3 separate regions of the Mus musculus genome follow, and all the other regions are linked to region 2. The links are chromatin contacts, called in public Hi-C and promoter capture Hi-C maps. All regions are on one chromosome and are shown on one strand. Each heading gives the region's core, a stretch centred on a gene start, on an enhancer-like site or on the middle of the called end of the contact. The rest is flanking DNA. Distances are from core to core; before and after follow the strand shown.

Region 1 (2,700 bases), core at 64-2,563, 130 kb after region 2:
GAGCATTACACACTTTTATCCAGTGAACCATGTCTCTGATTGAACATGTTTAACCTCCTCAGGTCACATTCATTTGAAAATGACTGCTAATAAGAGGGAAAACTTAGGAAGCATATTTAAGATGTTCTCAAGTGCATCCTGAAAACTCTGCCGAAAATGCTTTTCCTCTTAGCATGTGTATCTTAGTTACTTTCTGTTGCTCTGATAAAACATCATGGCAAGAAACTCCTTGAGGAAGAAACCGTCTATTTTGGCTTATGATTGGAGAGAGAGGGGTCCATACAATGAGTGTAGACACGGCAACTGGCAGCCAAACTGCATCTGAGGGATCACGGTTTCAACTCCAGTTGGCAGAGAAAGCCAACTAGAGCTGGTTCAGGTGAGGTTGTAAACTCTCAGAGCCTACCCTCAGTGACATCTTCTAGCATGGCTCTACTTCATAACGGTTCCATAACCTCCTGAATGGCGCCACCAGCTGGGTACCAAGTGTTTATATGGATGAACCTGTGGGAGATGTTGCTCATTCAAATCACCATGATGTGTAGATAATTTAAGAGATGAGGATGTTAAAGGTATCCACCTTGCTGGCATCTGTGCCAGCTAGTTACACCAGGTTATGTATGTGTGCATGTGAAATTTCCCACCTTTACATACACTTATTTTGGGCAAACACTGCCATTCCCTGTCGCTGAAGAGGATCTATATCTCTTTACTTAGAAAGCATATGTACACACACACACACTCACACACACAGTGGAGGAAATTGATCTATTTAGCTATTATCATTTGAAAAGCAGGAACTTTTTTTATTTAACACGTATACATCTTAAGATAATTGAGAAAGTGCTTCTACCAAGTATATTTTTGGGTGCAGGACGACAGACTAATGATGTGAGTTTCTCTGTAGGCAGCATCTATTTAACAAACCTTCAAAAGAGCACCTTTTATCTAGCAGGCCACTTGAAGGAAACAAGAATGTAAAAGAAAGGGTGGTGAGCACCTAACAGTGAAATAAAAGGAGACAACTACATGGCCCTTGTGGAGATTGCTCAACAATGGGTTTCAATGAAATAAGAGAGGAGAACCACACAGCCCAGAACACATCATCAAGCCCGATAGTCAATTGAAAATTAAGTCTCTCCACTCCTTCTTTTGTTTGTAATTAATGGCTCGATGGCAGGGTGTCATTTTCTACTCCCCTTGCAAACCAAGGAGGTAGAAACCCTGGCAAGATAAATACTCTGACCACTAGGTGTGTTTTCGTTTCTTCTGGTTGCTGGGATATGCGGGGCTGGCAAACGGTGTTCCCAGTCATTTTAGGAACGCCCCTTCTTTCCTCTTCTCCTTAACAAGGTTAGTGAGATTCGTGCGGCTGCATTGGGAAGGGCCTTATCACTGCCGGGTGATCGCTGTTCCAGCCCTGGACAATGAGGGTTCATCCAAAAGCACGGCTTCCTTTCTGCTCTGGACAGGAAGCCCTGCCTGTGTCAGCCGCGAATGCCTCACGCAGTGCCTGGCCAGGCAGCAGCTGGAGAGCTGAGAGGAAAACAATTTCTAGACCTGGTGTTTGTGCAATAAAAGACCGGGTGGTGATGCGATGGGAAAGCTAAAGGGGAAGTTCGGAAATCGTTCACTGTTGTGATAATTTGCCTGGGACGGAGAGAATTGTGAGATTCAGAGGAGAACTCACAAACAAGAGGTTGCCTTCTGTCCAGCCCTAGTATGAGGCTTGCTGTAGGCTGTTATGTAAGGTTGGTTGATTATCACTGGGAAGCCCGCTCTTTTCTGGAAGGAAATGGAGGACTAGTGGATGTGGGGAGACAGGAGGTACTGGGGCGGAGGACTGGGGGAGAGGAGTAGAAAGGGAAACTGAGGTTGGGCTATATTGTAGAGAAGGATGAAGAAGAAAAGCACCTCTCAAGCTAAGAAAACTAAGACGTGGGGAAATGAAGGTACAGTAAATCTCCATCTTAGCCTAGTAAATGCATTTAGAGGGATTTGCGCCTCAGACCAAAGTCCTAGAAGTGGGGTTTGAACTCTTGAATTCTGATGTTCAGTTACAGAAGACTGAATTGCGTCCCACAATCAACAGTGTGTATGGAATGTTGTTAAGACATCACCCGCAGAGACAGTTAAAATGATAAACGGCAGCAATTGCGTTCCCTGTATATTTTATTTCCAACTGCATCACTGGAAAGAGAGGCGTCGATTGTGAGATTTGTTAGGATTCCTTCAGATGCCCCAGAGAAGGGAGTGAACACTGTCTTCAGTGTCCTGGAGCTGAAACAATGAGGAGAGAACACAGGACAGGTTCCTGCCATAGTTAAGGATTTGGACCTAGTGTTCTCTGCAAGCCTGGGGCTGCTAAGGCATGGGGGTGGGGTGGGGGGAATAAAAGGGTCAAAGCAAGGTCACAGAGAAAATATCTATATTTGGATGAAGAAAAGAGAAGAAAAATAATTTCACTAACTCCACATCTAGATAAAAAAAATCAAAGGAATTTAATAAATCTAGAGGCCTAGGGATGAACAGGGACTCGGTTGAGGCAGAAGGGAGGGGCAGAAATATGCATGGGCAATTAAAACTGGAGAGTTGGCAACGCTTTAGTAGTTGAGAGACAATTTTCGCAGACAAATGAAAGCTGAACGCAGACTGGCAGAAGAAGGACTGGCTTGTGGAAGAGCAATCGGTGAGGCAGCC
Region 2 (2,700 bases), core at 138-2,637:
GGATACTGAAAACATACACATGTTAAACCAATGCTCTGTTAAGCAGTATTAACAAGTTATCAAGTACAACAGTATATAAAGTGTTGGCTAAAGTGTATTTTGAAGTGCTTTAGTTACCAAATGTCCAGACGTAAAATGAAACATCTCGACCCAAGTATCTGCATTATATGGAGATTTTATTTTTAATATCACGTGCATATAGAGGAAAACATATATACATATGCATATGTAGACGCTGGACTAGGAGATCACCAGATACCTAGCCATCAACAATTTCTATGTAGTAGGAACTGAATAAAATTACTTCGGGCTAGAGAGATGGTTCTGTTGTTAAAAGCTCCTGCTGCTCTTGCAGAGGACTTGATTTCAGTTCCCATCCCCCAAGGCAGGGGCCTCACGGCGGCCTGGAACTCCAACCTCAGAAGATTCTACTTATTCTGGGCTCTAAGTGAACCTGCTCTCAAAAGTAGGCATGCTCACACATAGATGCATAATTAACTCACACCCCCTGTCCCCCCAATTTACTGGGACTCAAGCTCTGTTCCCAATATGTTGTATCTGAGAGGTGCCTGTACTTCGGGGCCTACAGATCCTTGCAAGATGTATGAAGTAAATTAATCCCTAGGGTCCTCCACGCCCCAACAATCCAAGATGAGGTTCTTTCCGCAATAGCTATTGAAAGAAAAGATAGAATGGGTTCTTGGTGGCCCAGGCTTCTGTGAGACCGCAGTTTGAAACTAGACTTCACGAGAAGCAAGAGCAGCTCGCCTTTTTCCCACTTAGTAGGTCCAAAAAGGGAACCCTGTTTCCCAAACAAGGACACCACTTACTTCTGCAGTAGTTGCTGTGAGCCTCCCGTTGCTTTTTAGTGTTGAGTGCTCACAAAACAATATAGTGGTAGTCTTGATGGGCATCAACGATGTGAGAGAAGCTTCCTTGGAAGTGCACAGGACTCTAGAGAAAGCATTGGAGAAATGGACATCTCCACCATTCAATAGTGAAACCAGGGCCCGTGCTCATCTCTGGGATGCCCAAGGAGCTCCATGACTTCTTTTTGTCTCTGAAATCAGCCAAGAAGTTGGTACTGGGAGGGTCACTCACTCCTCTTGGCCTGCTTGAAAAGTCCTCGGACACACAAGTACAACTACCGAAATGTAAAGGTATGGGTCTGCTCTTCAGCTGGAGGAAAGGATGGCCCCACAGAAGTCCAGTGGGTGCAAGGCTTTGAAGAAACTAAGTCGGTGCGCCCAGGGAACTCCGCAGGGCCCCGCCCCTCGCGGCCCCGCCCCTCACCTTGCTAGCGGCACGCTCTGGCTGCGAAGGTGCGTGCGGCGCGCGCTGATTGGCCGCTACCCGGCACTGCCCCGCTGCCATTGGCTGCCAGGGCCTCTTTGTTCCAGGTCCCAGCCGCTGCCGAACCGGGCTGCGGAAGTTCGAGTGCCCATGCTGAGTAGCAGCGGCAGCGGCGCCGGAGTTCCCGCAGCGGAGATCGCGGACGCGGGACTGAGCCCCTCCGACGCCCAGTATGGACCTGGAAACCAAAATGAAGAAGGTGAGTGGGGCGGGCGACGGGCGTGGTCGCCTCACCTGAGCGCGGGAGCTGGTCCGGGTTCCGGGACCAGACCCGGTGGGTGCGGCTGGAGGATGACTCCCCGGACCCCGATCCCTTGGGTGACTGTCGCTGCGGAGCGGGACCCTGCAACTCGCTGTCTCTGCGCCTGAAACTTTTCGGAAAACCTTTCGGCCACGCCTTCCCCCAAGCCCTGGGCGAAGTCTTAGGCGAGGTGGTGGCTGACACCGCTTCCTGCCTGGGGAAGCAGCGCTCTGGGGAGCCTGTGTGATTCAGTGATGTGGCTTTGACATCCTCCTCCCCTGCAGTCTGGCTGCCCCAGGCGCTCTAAAGTGGCTGCTGACTGGTGACACTTCCTTCACACCCGCGCCTGCTGATAACTTCTGAAGTGATGACTTTTGGGGGATGTGTATGTGTTTCACTTATGGCTTGAGTGCCAAAACACTGTCTCCTTCTTGCGGAGTTAATTCTCAAAAGAAAATGCCGTTTGGCAGCCAGGCACAAACAGCGGTCATTGCAGGTGCTCAGCGGCCCCGCCTGCGGAGCACCCTCCTGGCTGCTCCTGGTGTCCAGGCTATAAAGGCCCTACCTGAGGAGCTCCGAGATTAGGTCTCTCAGGTCGCCTGGGAGAAAGAGGTGGGGACCAGACTATGACTCAAAAGAATGCTGACGTCACATTCTATTGTAACTTTCGACCTTAAAGGTCTTGTTCTCGGGAATTGCGCCTGTTTTCTTTCAAGTGAATTTAAGTTAGTTGGTCATTTTTCAAATAAGGAAGGAAGTTGTGCACAGTAAGAAAGCCAAGTTGAGGAAACTTTCTTCTGCGGCTTTGCAGTTGCAGGTTCATCTTCTAAAAGGGAATTTCTATTTTGTGCCAGAATTGAAGGTTTCAAATCGTATGCAAATATATGGTATGAGGTTTAGGAAGCTGTTGATAAATAAAAATTTGAACCTAGGAAACAGTTCCTTGGTCTCTTCTGATTAAAATCAACACTCAGAAGGGAAGGGAAGAACAGGAAATAGAAGATTCTTTCTAGTCTCTTCCTGTTTGATATTTATTCTTTTAACGTGTGTTTTGGTTACCTGTGCTTGCCACTTAGAAAGCAGCGGATGTGCTGTGTAGTCTTCTG
Region 3 (2,700 bases), core at 181-2,680, 170 kb before region 2:
AGTTGAGTTAATGTCTAAGAAATTTGTTTTGCTTTTGAAATCAAGCCCAAGTTTCAGTTCAGTAAAATCTACTCCTCCAGTAGCCTAGTCTACTGCTTCACAGAGAAAGCAAGAAGGAGAAAGTCACAAAATCCACGAAACAAACAAAGTGTAGATATGTAGTCCACTGAGTCCATAGCTTTAAAGGTTTCTTTAAATACTCAAGTGTAAACCTCAAGTTTGACCTATTTAAGGTTGCTTCCACCAAATACGGAAAAGATTTAATTCAACAGCTACTTGAAAGTGTCTAGCCACAATCAGCTCCATGTAAGACCCGAGGGAAGCACCCTTCTCGCAGGATCTTGCTGAACTCTCATTCTGTTTTAGCTTTCTTTGTTGACAAAGCCTTTGAGCAGGGAAAAATTGTCAAGTACACTGAAAACTCTTTATCACTAAATGAGGCTTCTAGCAAATAAATTACCAATGAACAACTCAAGCAAAATTAAATATTACCTCAGGTTCATTATTGTTCTCAAAATGTCTATTCCTAATAATGTGGGATAGTATTGATAATCTAGAATAACCACAGAAACAAATCTATGTGCATATAACACCTCTTTATTTATATTTGTGCACATACAGAGAAATAATCCTGGCCCTAATTTTTAGGGCTTTGTTTCAATTTAAAATTATTACTTTAAAAGTTACTGGTTTAGTATACTTGAAATCTCCTAAGCAAAATAATTAGATCTACATATGTACAAAAGGAATACCATAACCTAACCTTGGGAAAAGAACACATGCTAAAATCCTATCTGGTGTTATTATCTGTGAAGAACAAATATTCTTATATATTCTTAACTTTAAAAAAAAACAATAAAACAGACAATGTTTGAATGTAAATTGAAATTAACATTTACTCATAAAATACCATACGATGCAATAAAATGTTAAATTATATTCCAATTTAGTAAATATCTGAAAATATTAAACTAGAAGAAATTCCCTAGGTTATCATAAACTAAAACAGTGATTTCTACATCTTGATTAAAATAGAAATTGATAGCATTCCCGTTATATCTCATCCACATTATAGCGAATCGTAGCTTGGCTGCTCTAAGGTCCTGATACCTGACTACCATGCAAGATGAAACCATAATTACAAGAGAGCTATGCATATTATCAAGGCAAAACAGGTATTGATTGAACTTGTCATCATATTTGTTTAAAGCACAGAAAATTAACCTTAACCTTCCAGTTTGGTTACCTACCAGCACTGATTGGATTCTAGGTGTGTCATCGCGGCTACAAACAGCTCCAAATTACAGCCCCTCGTCTCATAACCTAAGCACAAAAGTCAAGGGTCTGCTCAAGAAGAATAAATGGTTTGAACAGCTTGGAATCCGCTTAGTTGAGGAAGGAGAAAAGAGAAGTCACCCATTAGGGCATTTCCTGGACTCTGGTTGGAATTTCAGTTAAGGAAGAAGAAATGACACAGCAGTTTTAAGTTAAGGCGACTTCCTTTCTTTATCAGAAATGTGCTACTAATTTGAGAAACAGCATTCCAGAAAAACTACTCCAGTGGTGTGACTACAGTAAAAATCCTCTCATTGATGCCGTTATTGCCCCATAATAAACATTTTTCCCCAGAATTTACAATGGCAGTATGTGGTTATTAGCTCAGTGGACTAAGACCCCACAGTTATTGCAACACATTCTGCCTTACAAGTAAGTTTCTTCAGAACACTGTCCTTGCCCACTTTCAGTTAGGAATTACACTTTGACTTAGAATTGTTATTGTTTGAGTTTTTGTTTTAAGACTATTTCCTGAATTTTATATAATGCGAGTTTTCTTACTTCCCAATTTGTTCTCAAAGACTTCATAACCAAGAATAATTGATCTTCCCAAGAAGATTAGACAGAAACATAAAATTGAACTTTGGATGTATATGTGTGTGTGCTTGTGTGTGTACATATATAATATATATGAGTACATATATATTATATATTTCTATATACTATATATTAATGCTATATTATTGCATGTATAGTATATACTACATATAGTGTATATTCTACTATTTTATATATATATATATATATATATATATACAAATAGCTTTCCTCTTGACCCTCAAACCCTCAAAGCTGCCTTTCAAATATCTCTCTTTCTTTCTTTCTACTCAATCAGACATTATTGATGTCAGGAGCTTTCAGCCAGAATCACAAATGACTCTATTAAGAACCCATTTTAGGAGTAAGTACACTAATCTAATTTTCAAAACAAAACATAAATGTTTTCTATACCAGAATTTGATACACTTTTCCTGTAAGGCATATAATAAGAAGCATTTTGAACTTTTGGGGGTGCAACCCATTCATGGCTTCCCAGTTCTGCTGCAGTAATGGCGTACTTACGAGGTCCACAAATGCATGACCACAGCACCTCGAGCTGTTTGTCTCCATTCAGAGGCTCCAGAGAAGTCTGTGTCCCCTGCCTGTGATTTCACATCTTATGTCCTCTCCTAAATCCATTCTAGTCAAGCTCTTAAAAACTACTGAACAGAACACCTCAACTAGGCTTATCAATATTACTACTGGCAGTAATTTATCAGTCCCAACATATTTTCCATATCAACAGCATGTGCTTAATAAGCCTTTAATATCTTCTTCCATTTGTATCAATGCACACTAATAATCAGTCTCACTGCCTTCATTTTC

The links. Promoter capture Hi-C pulls out the DNA fragments that hold promoters and counts their contacts. A called contact is a pair of places that touch in the nucleus more often than the background predicts.
Region 1: a promoter capture Hi-C map of liver shows a contact between it and region 2, with 1.9 times the contacts expected there. The contact joins the promoter of D830026I12Rik here to the promoter of Tes in region 2. A contact is called at or near these places in 1 of 39 promoter capture datasets (liver) and 1 of 484 Hi-C or Micro-C datasets (nephron progenitors).
Region 3: a Hi-C map of granulocyte-monocyte progenitors shows a contact between it and region 2, with 2.8 times the contacts expected there. The contact joins the promoter of Tfec here to the promoter of Tes in region 2. A contact is called at or near these places in 2 of 39 promoter capture datasets (hippocampal neurons and pre-B cells), 3 of 484 Hi-C or Micro-C datasets (granulocyte-monocyte progenitors, hematopoietic stem and progenitor cells and macrophages), 1 of 115 datasets of contacts at active chromatin or transcription factors (pancreatic cancer cells) and 1 of 9 other capture datasets (pancreatic islet).

The regions. Positions count from the first base shown.
Region 1 is chr6:17,196,438-17,199,137 of GRCm38.p6, forward strand. It overlaps D830026I12Rik (RIKEN cDNA D830026I12 gene), which reads left to right and starts at 1,314. Exons shown (of 3, transcript NR_102305.1): 1 at 1,314-1,353. Gm52892 (a long non-coding RNA gene) reads right to left here. Exons shown (of 2, transcript XR_003956407.1): 2 at 2,479-2,700.
Region 2 is chr6:17,063,762-17,066,461 of GRCm38.p6, forward strand. Tes (testis derived transcript) reads left to right here and starts at 1,388. Exons shown (of 7, transcript NM_207176.3): 1 at 1,388-1,552. The coding sequence starts at 1,526. Gm15473 (predicted gene 15473) reads right to left here and starts at 1,826. Exons shown (of 2, transcript NR_167659.1): 1 at 831-1,826.
Region 3 is chr6:16,897,011-16,899,710 of GRCm38.p6, forward strand. It overlaps Tfec (transcription factor EC), which reads right to left and starts at 1,431. Exons shown (of 7, transcript NM_031198.3): 1 at 1,251-1,431.